Linked DNA regions of Mus musculus: all the other regions are linked to region 1. The links are chromatin contacts, called in public HiChIP or PLAC-seq and promoter capture Hi-C maps. All regions are on one chromosome and are shown on one strand. The core of a region is the stretch at or near the end of the contact, and the rest is flanking DNA. Distances in the headings are between cores, read along the strand shown.

Region 1 (2,700 bases), core at 16-2,515:
GGTACGATCCCAGGCGCATCACAACCCTGTCCTACCTACTCACAAGAGCCCCATTTCAGAGATGGGAGATGGAATTAAGAAGTAAACAGGAGGGGCCTGAGAGAGGGCTTAGCTGTTAATCGCATCCACTGCTCTTGTGGAGGACCAGAGTTTGGCTCCCAGCACCACATGAGGTGCCTCGCCTGTAACTCCAAGGGATCCAACACCTTCTTCTCTTGGGGCCTGCCTGTAATAACTCTCCTTCGCAGTCATCTGAGCTGTACTCAAGATGATACAATTGTTCAGGCAAAATGCAAACATTCAAGAGGTCCCTCCCCGCAAGCTGGAGACTATATACAGCTTTCCCAAGATCTGAGACTTCCACAAGATTCCGGATCCGGCCACCCTAGCCCAGCCTCACCCACACCATGAAGCCCTGCCTTCATCACAAGATTCTGAGCCCTTGATTTCGCTTTCTCCTATCTAACAACCCAAGGGACTAGTCACAGTTTGGGGGCGGGGGAGAGGCGGGGAAGAAAAAGTTCTCAGGCCAGCACTTGCGCCAGGGATTGTCTGTCTCACTGTCCTCACTTTAGACTGACCCTGGGTCCTTCCCAGTTGAGAAAAGCACACACCATCCACATATATTTTCCAAGAACCAGTCTATGTCTACTCCTGGCTGACTCCGGGGACACGGATGAGTCAAGCCGGACCCTCTTCAGTCCTTGACGGGGAAGCAAACGTTCGCAGAAGACAGAAATGAACAAGAAAGGTGAGGGGCATCTCTGACTCCAAGACCCTGATGTTCCCTTCCTCTGTTCCTGGCCCTGTGTTTTCATCTCCGCCCAAGGAAAGAAGACTGAACTGGTTCTGATGGCTGTCAACCCACTTTTTCAAAGGGCCGGGCACTCACCTATACAGGTAGCCGAGCTGCAGCAGGTGCAGCAGAGCCAGGAAAGGACGCGAGAGCTGCGAATGGTGCAGCTCGGTGGGATCAGCTGTCAGCCAGAGCCAGCTGAAGAGCTGCAGCAGCACCGAAGCTTGGCCCAGCAGGACCAGTACCAGCGCGGCCCACAGATAACGGCCAAGGAGCACGTACTGGACAACGGCCCACAGGTCAGCGACCAGATCCAGCAGGAAAGACAAGATACTCACCAGGCCTACGACCACGTCTAAGGCCACATGGTGGTGCACGGACAGAGGCATGATCCTCTCCAAGCAACCACACAACCGCGGACCTGCCCTCCCGCCCCGCTAGTCCGGCAGGAAGGGGGCGGGGCAGTCGTCCGGGAGGCTGGGCTGCTGGGCGGAACTTCCCCATCTCGCCCCGTCCGGGGTGGAGCGAGCCCGCGGCCCCGCCCCTACACTGGCCCCACCGCCCAGACCCCGCCCCCAGCCTGCCCTGTGCAGAGCTAGGCCTCTACTGGTTTGGATTCTGCTTTTTGTTTTGTTTTTCTTTTTTGTTTGTTTTTTGTTTTTGTTTTGCGAGACAGGGTTTCTCTGAATAGCCCTGGCTGTCCTGAAACTCACTCTGTAGACCAGGCTGGCCTCGAACTCAGAAATCCGCCTGCCTCTGCCTCCCAAGTGCTGGGATTCCACCACCCCCGGCTTGAATTCTGCTTTTGAGTCTCAAGGAAACAAGAGTGGCTATTAAGAAAGACTAGAGCCTTAGAGTTACCGGCCGCAGCTGTGATCCCTCACGGTTGCACTGTTGCAAAACCAAATCAAAAAAGTCTTTTATTTAAAAGTACTAAGGGGTTTTGCACACCACGTACGTTCCCAGTTCAGACCTTGAGCAGGGACTACATCGAAAGCACAGAATCTCCAAGGCCCATCTTCCCGTCGGCTCACTTCACTGTGGTGATCAAGTTCATGGTGGTTTGATATGTTTGTATTAAAGCGAATAATGCACCAAGACATGTACCGCAAACAAGTTTTGTGGATAAAACATGAAACTTGGAAGAAATTGTGCTTCTTAGCGCCCTCTCTGGTGAATCCAGGTGTCCCATCCCACTTTACTCTCCGCGGGGGGAGACTGATGGCAAAAGTTCATCTCTCTCCATTGGGTAACGTTGCCCAATTTTACCAGGAGAAAGATGAACCAAGTCAGTGGGTGGGCTGGCAGTGCCTACAGTCATAACACCTCCAGTACGTGCAGGCTTGGCAGCAGAGTCAGTATGAGCAGGAAACCAGGCACCAGCTTGGCACCAAGACCATGCAAGCAGGTAGCATAAGTGTTGAAAGCCACGTGTTGTATAGCACAAACGTGCTCGATGCGGCAGCTGTCCTCACAGGTCAAATGGTTGTAGCTGACCGAGTTATAGACGTAATAACGTTGCAGGATGTGAGGCTCACTGGCAATGCGGGTCAGCGCCGTGTGCATGGAGCTGACGCTGGCATCCGGCACCTGGTAGGCCTCCGTCAGGCGGTACTCCTGCTCCCACCGTGGGGTCTCTTGTACATTCGCCTGCCTCAGGTTCAAGAAGTAAGTCACCAAGTCCTGGATTAGAGGCGCAGGGTATGTCAGCAACGAGCAGTTGATTCGTTCTGCCCACAACCCAACTTCTCCCCAGGCGCTCTAAATCGATCAAACAGCCGCTGTTTGTTACCCTGAGCTTGGTTCCAATGAGGTGACTGCATCTGAACCCCCATTTTCCTGGTGAAGACATGGAGGCCTTAAAGAGGTCGTTATGGTTTGAATCTGAAGTGCCCCCCCGCCCC
Region 2 (2,700 bases), core at 47-2,546, 270 kb before region 1:
GGAGAGAGGGAGAGAGAGAGAGAGAACAGACAATAGGACAATAGTGGTAAATATCTATAATCCCAGGCCCCTGCAGCCAGAAGGGTCTACAGAGTGAGTTTCTGGCCATTGAGCCATCTTCCCACCCACCCTCTTTTAAACACAGTTACAGGAACCCTACAGTTGCCTATAAGTCATCTCAACTTGCTCTAGCCAGAAAAAACTGAAAACTTGGTAACACAAGCTCCTTGGCTGACTTACCCTGCAGGAGGTACTCCATCATGTTAATGGTGCCCCCAGTGACGGGCATCATGGTGACTGGAGGCGCCTCCATGATGCCTCTAATTAGGTTCAAGACAACAGAACTGCAAACAGATCTTCCAACCGGAGAAGCACAGGATCCACCTGGAAAAGTCACACTTGTCCATACCCTGTTTGCTGCGGCAGTGGCCTTGAAACCAAAGCTCATTCAGTCTTAACTTTGCACATCTGCTTATACAGCCGGTTCCAAGAACGGGTGACTCGGGAATAAGAGGGGTTCTAGCTCCGGAGATACGGAATAGCCATCTAGTATCAAGTTCTGAACCTTATAAACGTTTTTCTATGTAATCTCGAGGCAGCTATGTAACCTCTTGTTCCGAAACCTACTGTCTCGTTTAAAATAAGACCAAGGGTGTTTAACCCCACAGCCCTCGTCTCCCCCACCCACTACCTGGCTCGAAAGAAACCGACATTCATATTCAAAAATGGTAACTACACTGGGCTACACTGAGAGGCCTCGTTTCCAAACATAAAGAAATAAAAACCGGCTGTGTTGGGGGGAACATCTGTAATCTCAATACTTGGGGACAGAGTTAGAAGGACGGCTGCAGCTTCGGGCTAGACTGGTCTATATAGCAAATCCCGGCCAATTAGGGCATCACAGTGAGACTGTCTCAAAGAAAAAACAAAAGAAAAGATCCGAGGGAGACCTAAGGACCTTGTCCACCCTTCACTCTATGCGGAGGCCATGCAGACTCAGGGAAAGGCCCCAGGGCACACGAGCGATGTAACTAGAACTGGTTCTGCCTTTATGAGAACGCCTCTGCAAATGAGCCAGGCGGGAAATATGAAGTTAGAGTGACTGTCCCGGTCCTCCCACGCGGGCAGCCGGGACACGTGTGCACTTACACTAGCAACACGTCTCCGTCCGCGCTACAGATCCTTGTAAAGCTGGAATTAAATCCACGCGTGCACACCCGCAATCCGCACCCCCAAATGCCGCCAGCGCAGAGCCAGAGAAACCGCCAAACTCTCCCTTCAGCACTTCCGGTAGGAAGCTGAGGGACAGGAAACTTCTCCGCTACCGCCCCGAAAAGTAAGGGTGCCGAGAGGGCAAGGAACGCGCCCGCCTTCTGGCACCGGTGTGCAAGAGCGCACGCGCAAGGTTCGGGGCTGCTGTTGCTTTGGGGTCCTAGTCTAGAGTGGTACCGTGGAAGGTGACTGTCATAGGACAGCTCTAGGATACGTTTTTTTTTTTTTTTTTTTTTTTTTCAGCTTCGACGACCTGGATGTTTTGATCAGATCTCATAAAGCCGATTGGATACCATATTTAAATTTTGAACTCAGCCACTGGGGGGAGCGAGGAAGGAGAGTCACATTGAAAAAGAAGGGAGGCGGAGGTGGCGGGGCTGGCAGTGAAAGAGATGTAAAATGAATAAGTTAAAAATTAAATTAAAGAAAAAGAAAAGGAAGGGGTATGTTGTAAATCGGAAACGCTAACCACAGCGTTGTGTATTTATATATAGACCTCAGCAGGAACAATATTTTGTGTGCTTTCAAGGGTCTGGAGAAACAGCTCAGTGCTAGAGCCTTGTCTGACATGTGCAAGGCCATAAGTTTAATACAAAACAACAGCAAACTTGTTCAATTTACAGTGCATACCATAACTTTAAATACATGGGACCAGGCACAGTTCAAATCTGAGAACCTTGGGAAGCTGTGGTAAGGATCTCTCCAGCAGAGCCATTCAACGCTTAAACAATATTGTGAGGTTTTTAATAAATAAATAAATAAATAAATAAATAAATAAGTTAATTAATAAGGGCTAGAGAGATGGCTGAGCAGTTAATAGCCCCTGCTGCTCTCTCAGAGGTCCCAAACTCCCACATAGTGGCTAACAACCATTTATAATTTCCTTTCCAGGGGCTCTATTACCTTGTCTGACTACATCAGTCACTGCATCCGTGTGGTAGACATGCATACACACTTGCAAAAACACTCATAACACAAAATATAAATAAATAACTAGGGGCTGGGAAGATGGCTAAGCAGTTTAGAGCACTTGCTGTTATTCAGAGGACCTGGGTTCAGCCCTAACACCCATATCATGTGACTCACAACCACCTGCCACTCTAGTTCCAAGGGATCTGACACCCTCATCTGGCATCCATGCTAAAGGACATACATGGTACACATATATCTAGGCACACATATACATTAGATAGATAGATAGATAGATAGATAGATAGATAGATAGATAAGGATTTTAAATTCAACAAGTACTTATTGAACTCTGTACATATGCCAAACACATAAGGGACATAGAGTGAGGCACCCTTAATCTTTCAGGACCCCTCCCTCCTTAACATTTCCCCAAAGGTCACTACCTCAGGCAAGGGTACCTGGTTCCCAGTCAGTCTGGGCAGCTTGTATCAGCTCAGGGCTCCACCTTGCTGTCAC
Region 3 (2,700 bases), core at 162-2,661, 400 kb before region 1:
GAGGCAGCGGCAGGGTTGTCATTACAGCCTACATTACTACAGGAAGACTTTGTTTCAGCGTAGAGCAAAATAAACTAAAGCTAAATGAAACACACAGTAACTTAGCAAAGATCACACAACAGTTTTCAAAAATAGGTTCCAGCATCCTGCCCTGAATCACTGGGATACTCAACACCTGAAATACTCAACGCTTCTGCTCTGTAAGCCACCCTCTGTGGTTCTTTCACTACTGCTAGGGATGGCGAGAAGCTCTTACTCCCGCCATATTTATTCCCTTGAATAACAGTGGCAGCAGGCTCTATTAATCGAGAACTGAACGGAAAGATGAAAAGGGAGGTGTACCCAGTGAGGCGGTTTCGGATAATTTTGACGCTCATCACGGTCTCCCCCATGGTGGCAAAGGCTCTAGAGATGAAGTTCTCATCCATGTAGGGTTCCAGCTGCATAAAAACCAGAGCAGAGAGGAGAGGCTCAGGCCCATGACCCGGAGCCCTGTAAGGGGTGGAGCCCCTCCCACTCTGTCCAGGACCCCCCTCTACAGCACTAGAGAGCCAAGCTTCCTACCACGCAATGGGGAACGGTCCCAACCAACTCCTTTACTTCAAATCGCTCCCCTTGCTGGGAGGCGTGGCACACACCGTTAATCCCAGCACTAGGGAGGCAATGGTAGGTGGAGTCTGTGAGTCTACATAACGAGTTCCAGGACAGACAGAACTATGTGAAGGACCCCATCTCAAAAACAACAAAAGAAAAAACAAAAACAAATAAAATAGCTCCCCTTTATAGAACTCCCTGTGCTTCCAGTCCTAATAACAATTCTTGGGGTTCCTCCCACTCCATCCGCCCAAATCATCCCACTCCAAATCTTTCCAAACTGGAAAGGGGGATTCCAGACCCTCTACCCCATAGAGTCAGCATCTGAGGAATCTTCATTCTGATGCCCAGACTCCACTTTCAAAGACTGGGTGAATAGGTCTCGCTACGAAGCCCAAGCTGGCCTAGAACTCACTATGGAGTCTCGAACTGGTGACGATCTTCCTGCCTCGCCAAGTGCAGGGAGTAAGGCATTGGCCACCACACCCCATCTAGCTTCCCGCTGTCACCAAAACCCTTCCTGTTCACGGCCACCCTTCTGGGATCCGAAGGCCCTCTGCTCTCAGGCCCTTCCTCCCCCTACGACTCGAGACCCTCTTGTTCCCCTCAGAGCAGGGGCGACCCTGACTCACGTCTCCCATCCATAGGCTGGCCGCCATCCCGCACCCGGGCGGGGACCCTGAGGGCCTGTGGCGCGCAACCGCGCCAGTCTGCGCGACCCGGCCCGCCCGGAGCCTAAGCCTGCAGCACCTCCTGCGCACACGCTGCCTCGGCGGCCAGAGCGATCCGGGTTTTCCTCCGACCTGTCCGCCGCTTCCGGCCCCCCCAGGGGGCGTTGCTTCTACGGGCTAGGGAGTGGCTCCACGGGATAGGGGCGTGGCCTCGGCTGGGGCACAGTAGGCCTAGCTGGCACCGGCTCTGAAGAGGGTCTCTGTGGGCGGACTGCCCCGCTCTTTAATAAAACCGCGCAAATGCGTCTATAATTATTGAGTTAAGGTTTGCTCTCTGTAGGGAATACCAAGCATAAGAACGGAAGGACAGCTAGTGACCGAAACCCCTCTGGGAGCGCGGAGGATAAGCTTCCGAGGGACTGTGGAGGAGCCGCGGCCGCACAGTGGTCCTCTTGCCCTGCATCCCAGCGAGGACTTTTTGGAAGATGTAGTGGGATTCTTCATTTTCTTAAAGCCCTGAGGTGGAGAGAACTAAAGGACGGTTCTTGATGGTACACTCAAAGTCCATCGTTTTGTGTGTAGTTGGGGGTGGGGAGAGTCGGCGTCGGCATGGTCTCTGTAATCCTTGTTGACCTGTTTAAGTCTGTCTCTAGTCAGAGATCTACTTGCTTCTGCCTGTTTGTTTAATGAACGCCAGTCTTCTCAAAGCATTCCTTCCTTAACGGCTGAGCTTTGGCTCCAGCCCCACACTTTTTTTTTTTTTTTTTTTTTTTTGCCTTGAGACAAGTTTTCATGTTGGTCCCTGGTACAAGCTATATAATCTAGGCTGGCTGTAAACTCTTGGCAATCTTGCTTCAGCTTCCTAAGTGCTAGTTTTACAAGTGAAGGACACCAACCCTGGCTCCTTCCCCGTTTATTATTCTAATCCAATTCACCAAGACTTTACCACAAAGCACAGACGGACCTTTACAGAACCCTCAGTAAACTTGGTTTTTGAGAGCTCCTAAGGTGGTTGTATCCATGCTTCAACATCCAGTTGGTAGCCAACTTAGCAGAGTGGGAAGGTCCTGTGCGTTCAGATTGGTTCTGACAACCAAGTTCATCCTAAGTCCTTTAACTTAGAAAGTTCCCCAAGCCAAGAACTCAAGTCTGAAAACCAGAGGCCAACTATGAGTATAAATTTCCTGTTCCCTTCTGTTACTGTATGAATGATGCTAAGGCACTGGTGAGATGGCTCAGCAGGTAAAAGTGCATTGCACTGAACCTGACAAACACACATGTACACACAAATGTAAAAAAAAAAAAAAAAAGTTTTTCAGAGACTACAGAATGCTTTGGGTCCCATGGGATTGGAGTTAGTATCGTTGTGTAGCACCATGTGGGTGCTGAGAATTGAACCTGGGTCCTCTCCAAGTGCAACTAGTGCTATTAATCA
Region 4 (2,700 bases), core at 185-2,684, 420 kb before region 1:
CTTTAGACACATTGCAGATGGTTGTGAGGCACCATGTGGTTGCTGGGAACTGAACTCAGGACCTTTGTAAGAGCAGTCAGTGCTCTTAACTGCTGAGCCATCTCTCCTGCCTGGAAACCTATTTTTTCAGGTGTATGTAGGAGCTAAGGGGAATAGCTTGGGAGCAGCATGTGGTAAGTCCAGTGACACCCTTCCTAACATTGGGGAAGGAAAGAAATTGGACCTGGAAGGATGCTTGTAATTCCAGCTACTTGAGAGGCTGAGGTCTGCCTGGACAAACTAGTGAGATGCTGTGTAAAATAAAAACAAAAAATAAAAAAAAAAAGAAAATGTTACCGGGTGTGGTGGTGCATGGCTTTAATCCCAGCACCCGGGAGGCAGAGGCAGGAGGATTTCTGAGTTTGAGGCCAGCCTGGCCTACAAAGTGAGTTCCAGGACAGCTAGAGCTCTACAGAGAAACCCTGTGTTGTAAAACCAAAACCAAACCAAAACAAAACAAAAAAAGAAAAGAAAATGTCACCTCTCTACTTTAAACTGTAGACGTGATACAACCTGCTAGCCATCCCCCCGGACCCCCGACCGTGACTTTCCTGTCATGAAGGACTGCAATCTGGAATTATAAGCCAAATAAACTATATTCCCCTATCAAAGAAAATAAAATAGAAAAAAAAAAAAAAAAGGTGGGCTGGAGAGATGGCTCAGCAGTTAAGAGCACTGGCTGCTTTTCCAAAGGTCCTGAGTTCAAATCCCAGCAACCACATGGTGGCTCATAACCACCTGTAATTGGATCTAATGCCCTCTTCTGGTGTGTCTGAAGACAGTGACAGTGTACTCATATATACATCAAATAAATAAATAAATCTTTGAAAAGAAAAGAAAAAAAGAAGAACAAAATTTTGGTTTTTTGAGACAGGGTTTCTCTGGGTAGCCCTGGCTGTCCTGGACCTCACTTTGTAGAACAGGCTGGCCTCGAACTCAGAAATCTGCCTGCCTCTGCCTCCCGAGTGTTGGGATTAAATGCGTGCGCCCCCACGCCTGGCTTCTGAGGGTCATTCTTTAAGAAGATCTGCCAGCATGCTGTTACCCTCTAGGCCATCCCGGGATGCTCCGGGGGAAAACTCCATTTTTTTTTTTCTTCTCTTTTTTTAATTTGCAAAATCTCTTTATTAAGCACATCCAAATGTGGAAAACCCTTTCTAAGATCGGTGTAATTCAAAGTCGCCCGGGAACTTAATCCATAGTGATGGCAGTTGGTCAGAGATTTGAGTTGAGCGCTCTGGCCTGGGTCGAAACCACTATCAGGGCCAGACAAGGAGCAGGAACCCGGCTTTGCTAAGAACTACATTTCCCAGAGGCGCCGTGCGTCAGGTGGATGACGCAGACTCAGTAGAGGGCGCGAGAGTATATAATCCTGGTGCAGGCCGTTCTCAGTCCTTTCTCGCTTCATCCGCGGTCCCTGTCTGTTTTCGTTATGGCGCCTTGTACTTCTACCCAACGTTGCCCGCCCCCCATCTTCCCAGCCCACCAGCTCCGTCCGCCTCTCCGGATGATTCGTGAGATACCGAGCCTGCCGGGAAGGGACCGGATTTTTCCGTCTGGTCCAAGGAAGCACGGGTTATGGCCACATGCGCAGTGATAACTCAGGGCCCCACGCCTTTTGACCCGTGAGTGTTGTAGGCTTGGGGGTGACGGGATCTGGTAAGAGCATTTGTGCCTTTACTGGATTACGTGCTTGGGTGCAGTAACCTTATTAGGATGACGCCAATGGAAGGGCCTGTGACCATTACCTCCGAGCGACCTTTTTGTGATTAACCTCGCTCCTATGTTGGGTGGAATTTGGGTCCTACCACGTGCTAGGCGATCGCTATGTCAACCATAGTATTAAAGCCTTAAAAAAAAAAAAGTCAGGATAATGGGCCCTACAGAGTTGGGCAAGGATTATACAACCTCGGCTTTCTCGCTTTCTGATTGCAAAAAGCCGCCATTTTATTCAGCTAAACCTGATGTCCACAGCGCGTTAAAAAGCGTTTGTAGGCGGTAGGGTCATTAATTTGAGACTGCTTTGGGTTATAGTCAGGAACCTATCCCAATGTCTAAAGCTTCACGTATTGAACTAGGAGCCATCGGAGCCCACAGGATTGCCTTTTCAGGCGTCTCTCTAGTAGGCAGTGGTGAGGCATGTGGCTTGTGGGTTTGAGGTCTAGCAATTGCTATCGCTGTCTGTGGCCCTTATCGAAGCTGCAGCAGCTTCTACATAGCTGCTGTGGTCAAAAAGGTGGCCCAGAGAAAGAATTTTCCTTGACGGTCGCAGTTCTGTTTCCTGTAACTGATCTGCAACATTGTGGAAAATGACAGCTTCACCTTACTATTTCTCTGGAGTATGTAGCAATCTTTAGGCTTTTATTCCTGGGGGGGGTGGGAGGGGATAGGAGGTAGACCGGTGAGTGAGCTCAATCTGATTTACAATTCAGGCCTGTATTGATCATCTATTGGTAAATAAACAATGCCTTGGTCACTGTCACAGTCCCTATAAGGTAATGACTGGGAATATGGAACAAGATTATTGTGGCTAATTCTGTTGCCATTCATCTTAGCTGTTGATGAAGATTGTGAGGAGGGAGACCAGAAGATAATGGACAACGATACAGCAGAAGGGTCTGGTAAGCTCCGTTTAGTTGCACTACCCGGGGAGACCTGAGG
Region 5 (2,700 bases), core at 51-2,550, 400 kb after region 1:
AAGTATTCAGGGTGTTGTATGTGTGCGTGTATGTTGTATGTGAGGATGGACCAGTGCAGGCCAGAGAATCACCTCAGGTGCTGTTCTTCAGGCAACTTTTACCTTGGTTTTAGTAACTGGCTCTCTCATTGGCCCAGTCTGGAGGAGCAGGCTAGGCTAGGCTGGGCCTGTGAGCTAGAGCTCTGCCTGTCTCTGCCTCCCCAGCGCTGCGAAGTCAGTATCATCGGGCCTGTTAGGCTTTGTTTGGAATCTGAGTTCTCAAACGCAGGTCCTCATTCTTTCAAAGCAGCACTTTACTGACTGAGCCGTGTCGTGTCGTGACCTCCACCCCACCGCCCTCACACCGTGCACCCTTTTTGAAAGGAAGCAAAGAGGGAGGCAGACGTGGCGGTAACAAAGCCTGCCTAAGATCCATTCTTCCACAAGAGGCCAATACCTGCTCTACAGAGATGCTCTAGTATACTAAATGTGCTAAGCCGGACTCGTCACGTTGTCACCCAGCCGCAGCATTTTGTATTCTATAAGTCACTTGGGAGTGTATTCTCAAACTGCCCACCTTCATGGACTGGGACGTGCCAGGGCCTACTGCATCTATTTTGTAGAACAAAGTGAGAACTAGGTAGGCAGCAGTTGTCCGAAGTTGCAGAGTGAAGTGACAGGTGTTTGGCTCACCTGACAGTGGCCTCTCAGAACTAGCTCCCAATCTCAGGATGCCAGCTTCACCCGAATACCTATCCTTTGGGGTGAGCTGAAGCCTATGACTCACTCGCCCCCACCCGACTTTCGGTCCCGCTTGGGACAAGGCGTGAAGGGACAGAACGATCTGCCACTTGAGGGGTGTCTACAGAAAGTTCATAGGCTCGGCCTGTTCTTTACACAAAAAACAGGCTGGCTCTCTGGACTCTAATAAAAATAAATCGTGTTTCAATACATGTTAGCCGAGGTCTTTCCCTGTCTTAGCAGATATTTTTGTACTTAAACTTGGGCGTCGATGTACCTTTAGTCCCATCTCCACTTCACTTGGTTTGTCCTCGCCTCTGTTTACTCCGATTGCGGAAGTCGCTCGGGTGGAGTTCCCGGGACACTACCTTTGAATACGTCTTTTGCGTACTTATTTAATTGGCATTGGATTCAGACCAATGGGATAGCTGGGGGCTCCGGGCGGGTGGGGCAGGGAGCCAATCAGAACGGTTGGCGGGGTGTGGCTGCGTCCCGGGGCGGGGAAATCGCGTAATGGCGGACTCAGGCCGGTGGAGTGCGGCTGGGGGCGTAGCGCGCTGAGGGGGGCGTCCGGCTGAGTAGCAGCCCGCGAAGCAGTAGGCTGGAGCGTTCTCCGTGGGGACGCGGACCGGCTGCCCAGCCCTTCATGTCGCTGAGGGCGACTGCGCGAGGTCAGGTGAGCAACAAGTCCCCCTGGGCGCGCCCGGCTGTGAGAGGCGAGCGCCGGCCCGGCCACCCCTGCAAGGGTCCGGTGGCACCGGGTGTCTGCTCTGACGGTCGCTGGTGCGGCTCGTGTGTTGTCAGCGCCGTGGCGACACCTCAGGGGTGGTGGTGACCCAGAGTGCCCTTCGGAGACTAGGGAGGGTCGGCGAAAGTGGCCCTACCACCAACCCACTGTGTGTTCTTGAGCAAGTCACTTCCGTCTTCGGGCCTCAGTTTACCATTTGTAAATAGACTTCACCGAAGCCTGTGAATTGGGTCTCAGCAACTCCCCGAGCTCCTGGACAAGTTCATCTCCAGGCTGAGCCTCAGTTTCCATATTTGGACCATAAAGTAATTGAGGTGCTCTTTGGGGACCCTGGCTGCTAGGCTGGGGGTAGGGACATTGTGGAGGAGTGTGTGAGCACGCGCACATGTGCACAGAATGAGCCCTACAGAAAGGAGCCTTGGCTTACGGGCCACTGGTACCAATGCATGGGTGCTACCCAGATCGTGACAGGGAAGGGCTAAGTCCTGTGGTCCTTTGAGATGAGGAAATGTTCATAGATTCAGAGATCAGGGGTTACCCTTGGCGTTTAAGCCCAGCACTGAAGAGGAAGAAAGCCAAGGAAAATGTTAATGGTTGTCCTACTATGTGCCAAACCTTAGGTATAAGTGCTTGTTTAGTTTTTCCAGCTGTCCTTGTAAGTTTACTGGTGAGGAAGTCAAGTAGGTTTCAGAGAAGTAACTTGCTCAGGGTGACACCGGAACGTGTGGCACTTACCAAAGTGAGGGTGTTTCCTCTGGGAAGCACCGGGCGCGCAGGGATAAGTTAGTGTTCTCTTACAAAGTTTGCTTTGTCATAAATGGAGGGAGGGGTCTAGCCTGGAGAGTTGATTTCACTTTTGGTGTGGAGACAGGCTAGGTCTTAAGCTCAGGATTATTAATTATAAGCCCATCTCCTTTTCTTGCTTTGTGACTAAGGAAGGGCCATTTCTGAGTGTTAAAAATCACTTCGAAGTGTGTCAGGACAGCAGAGGATTCCGTTTGAGTCCCAGGCAGGTGTCACCAATATTTGTTGTATAGAGACATGAGTTTTGACTCCAGGTGGTGTCATCAGAGTGTCTTTCTCTCCTCTGTACAAAGGCTACATTTTATTGGGAGGGAGAATTTATCCATCTGTTGTATAATTTCTTTGGGTTCCTTGGGGCTAAAGTTTCAATGGCCTGCCTGTGTTCAAGTGTAGCCTTTCTTTCTTTGTTCTTTCCTTATCTTGCAGAT

What was found. Promoter capture Hi-C pulls out the DNA fragments that hold promoters and counts their contacts. HiChIP or PLAC-seq counts read pairs in DNA pulled down with a chosen protein or histone mark. Capture Hi-C pulls out chosen DNA fragments and counts their contacts.
Region 2: a contact with region 1 is called in a promoter capture Hi-C map of pancreatic islet. The contact joins the promoter of Med18 here to the promoter of Xkr8 in region 1. A contact is called at or near these places in 1 of 39 promoter capture datasets (liver), 1 of 484 Hi-C or Micro-C datasets (embryonic stem cells), 3 of 115 datasets of contacts at active chromatin or transcription factors (the SCID.adh cell line, bone marrow-derived macrophages and pancreatic cancer cells) and 1 of 9 other capture datasets (pancreatic islet).
Region 3: a contact with region 1 is called in a promoter capture Hi-C map of cranial neural crest. The contact joins the promoter of Trnau1ap here to the promoter of Xkr8 in region 1. A contact is called at or near these places in 2 of 39 promoter capture datasets (cranial neural crest and liver) and 1 of 115 datasets of contacts at active chromatin or transcription factors (bone marrow-derived macrophages).
Region 4: a contact with region 1 is called in a FOXA1 HiChIP or PLAC-seq map of pancreatic cancer cells. The contact joins the promoter of Snhg12 here to the promoter of Xkr8 in region 1. A contact is called at or near these places in 1 of 39 promoter capture datasets (the HPC-7 cell line) and 2 of 115 datasets of contacts at active chromatin or transcription factors (bone marrow-derived macrophages and pancreatic cancer cells).
Region 5: a promoter capture Hi-C map of neural stem cells shows a contact between it and region 1. The contact joins the promoter of Wasf2 here to the promoter of Xkr8 in region 1. A contact is called at or near these places in 1 of 39 promoter capture datasets (neural stem cells), 1 of 484 Hi-C or Micro-C datasets (embryonic stem cells) and 3 of 115 datasets of contacts at active chromatin or transcription factors (bone marrow-derived macrophages and embryonic stem cells).

What each region holds. Positions count from the first base shown.
Region 1 is chr4:132,731,281-132,733,980 of GRCm38.p6, forward strand. It overlaps Xkr8 (X-linked Kx blood group related 8), which reads right to left and starts at 1,266. Exons shown (of 3, transcript NM_201368.1): 1 at 893-1,266. The coding sequence starts at 1,185. It overlaps Smpdl3b (sphingomyelin phosphodiesterase, acid-like 3B), which reads right to left. Exons shown (of 8, transcript NM_133888.2): 8 at 1,686-2,479. The coding sequence ends at 2,114.
Region 2 is chr4:132,462,625-132,465,324 of GRCm38.p6, forward strand. Med18 (mediator complex subunit 18) reads right to left here and starts at 1,297. Exons shown (of 3, transcript NM_026039.3): 1 at 1,150-1,297; 2 at 241-384. The coding sequence starts at 313.
Region 3 is chr4:132,328,127-132,330,826 of GRCm38.p6, forward strand. It overlaps Trnau1ap (tRNA selenocysteine 1 associated protein 1), which reads right to left and starts at 1,412. Exons shown (of 9, transcript NM_027925.3): 1 at 1,227-1,412; 2 at 343-440. The coding sequence starts at 1,253.
Region 4 is chr4:132,307,244-132,309,943 of GRCm38.p6, forward strand. It overlaps Snhg12 (small nucleolar RNA host gene 12), which reads left to right and starts at 1,435. Exons shown (of 5, transcript NR_029468.1): 1 at 1,435-1,664; 2 at 2,595-2,660. It overlaps Snora16a (small nucleolar RNA, H/ACA box 16A), which reads left to right and starts at 2,222; the gene lies at 2,222-2,357.
Region 5 is chr4:133,129,333-133,132,032 of GRCm38.p6, forward strand. It overlaps Wasf2 (WAS protein family, member 2), which reads left to right and starts at 1,301. Exons shown (of 9, transcript NM_153423.6): 1 at 1,301-1,396.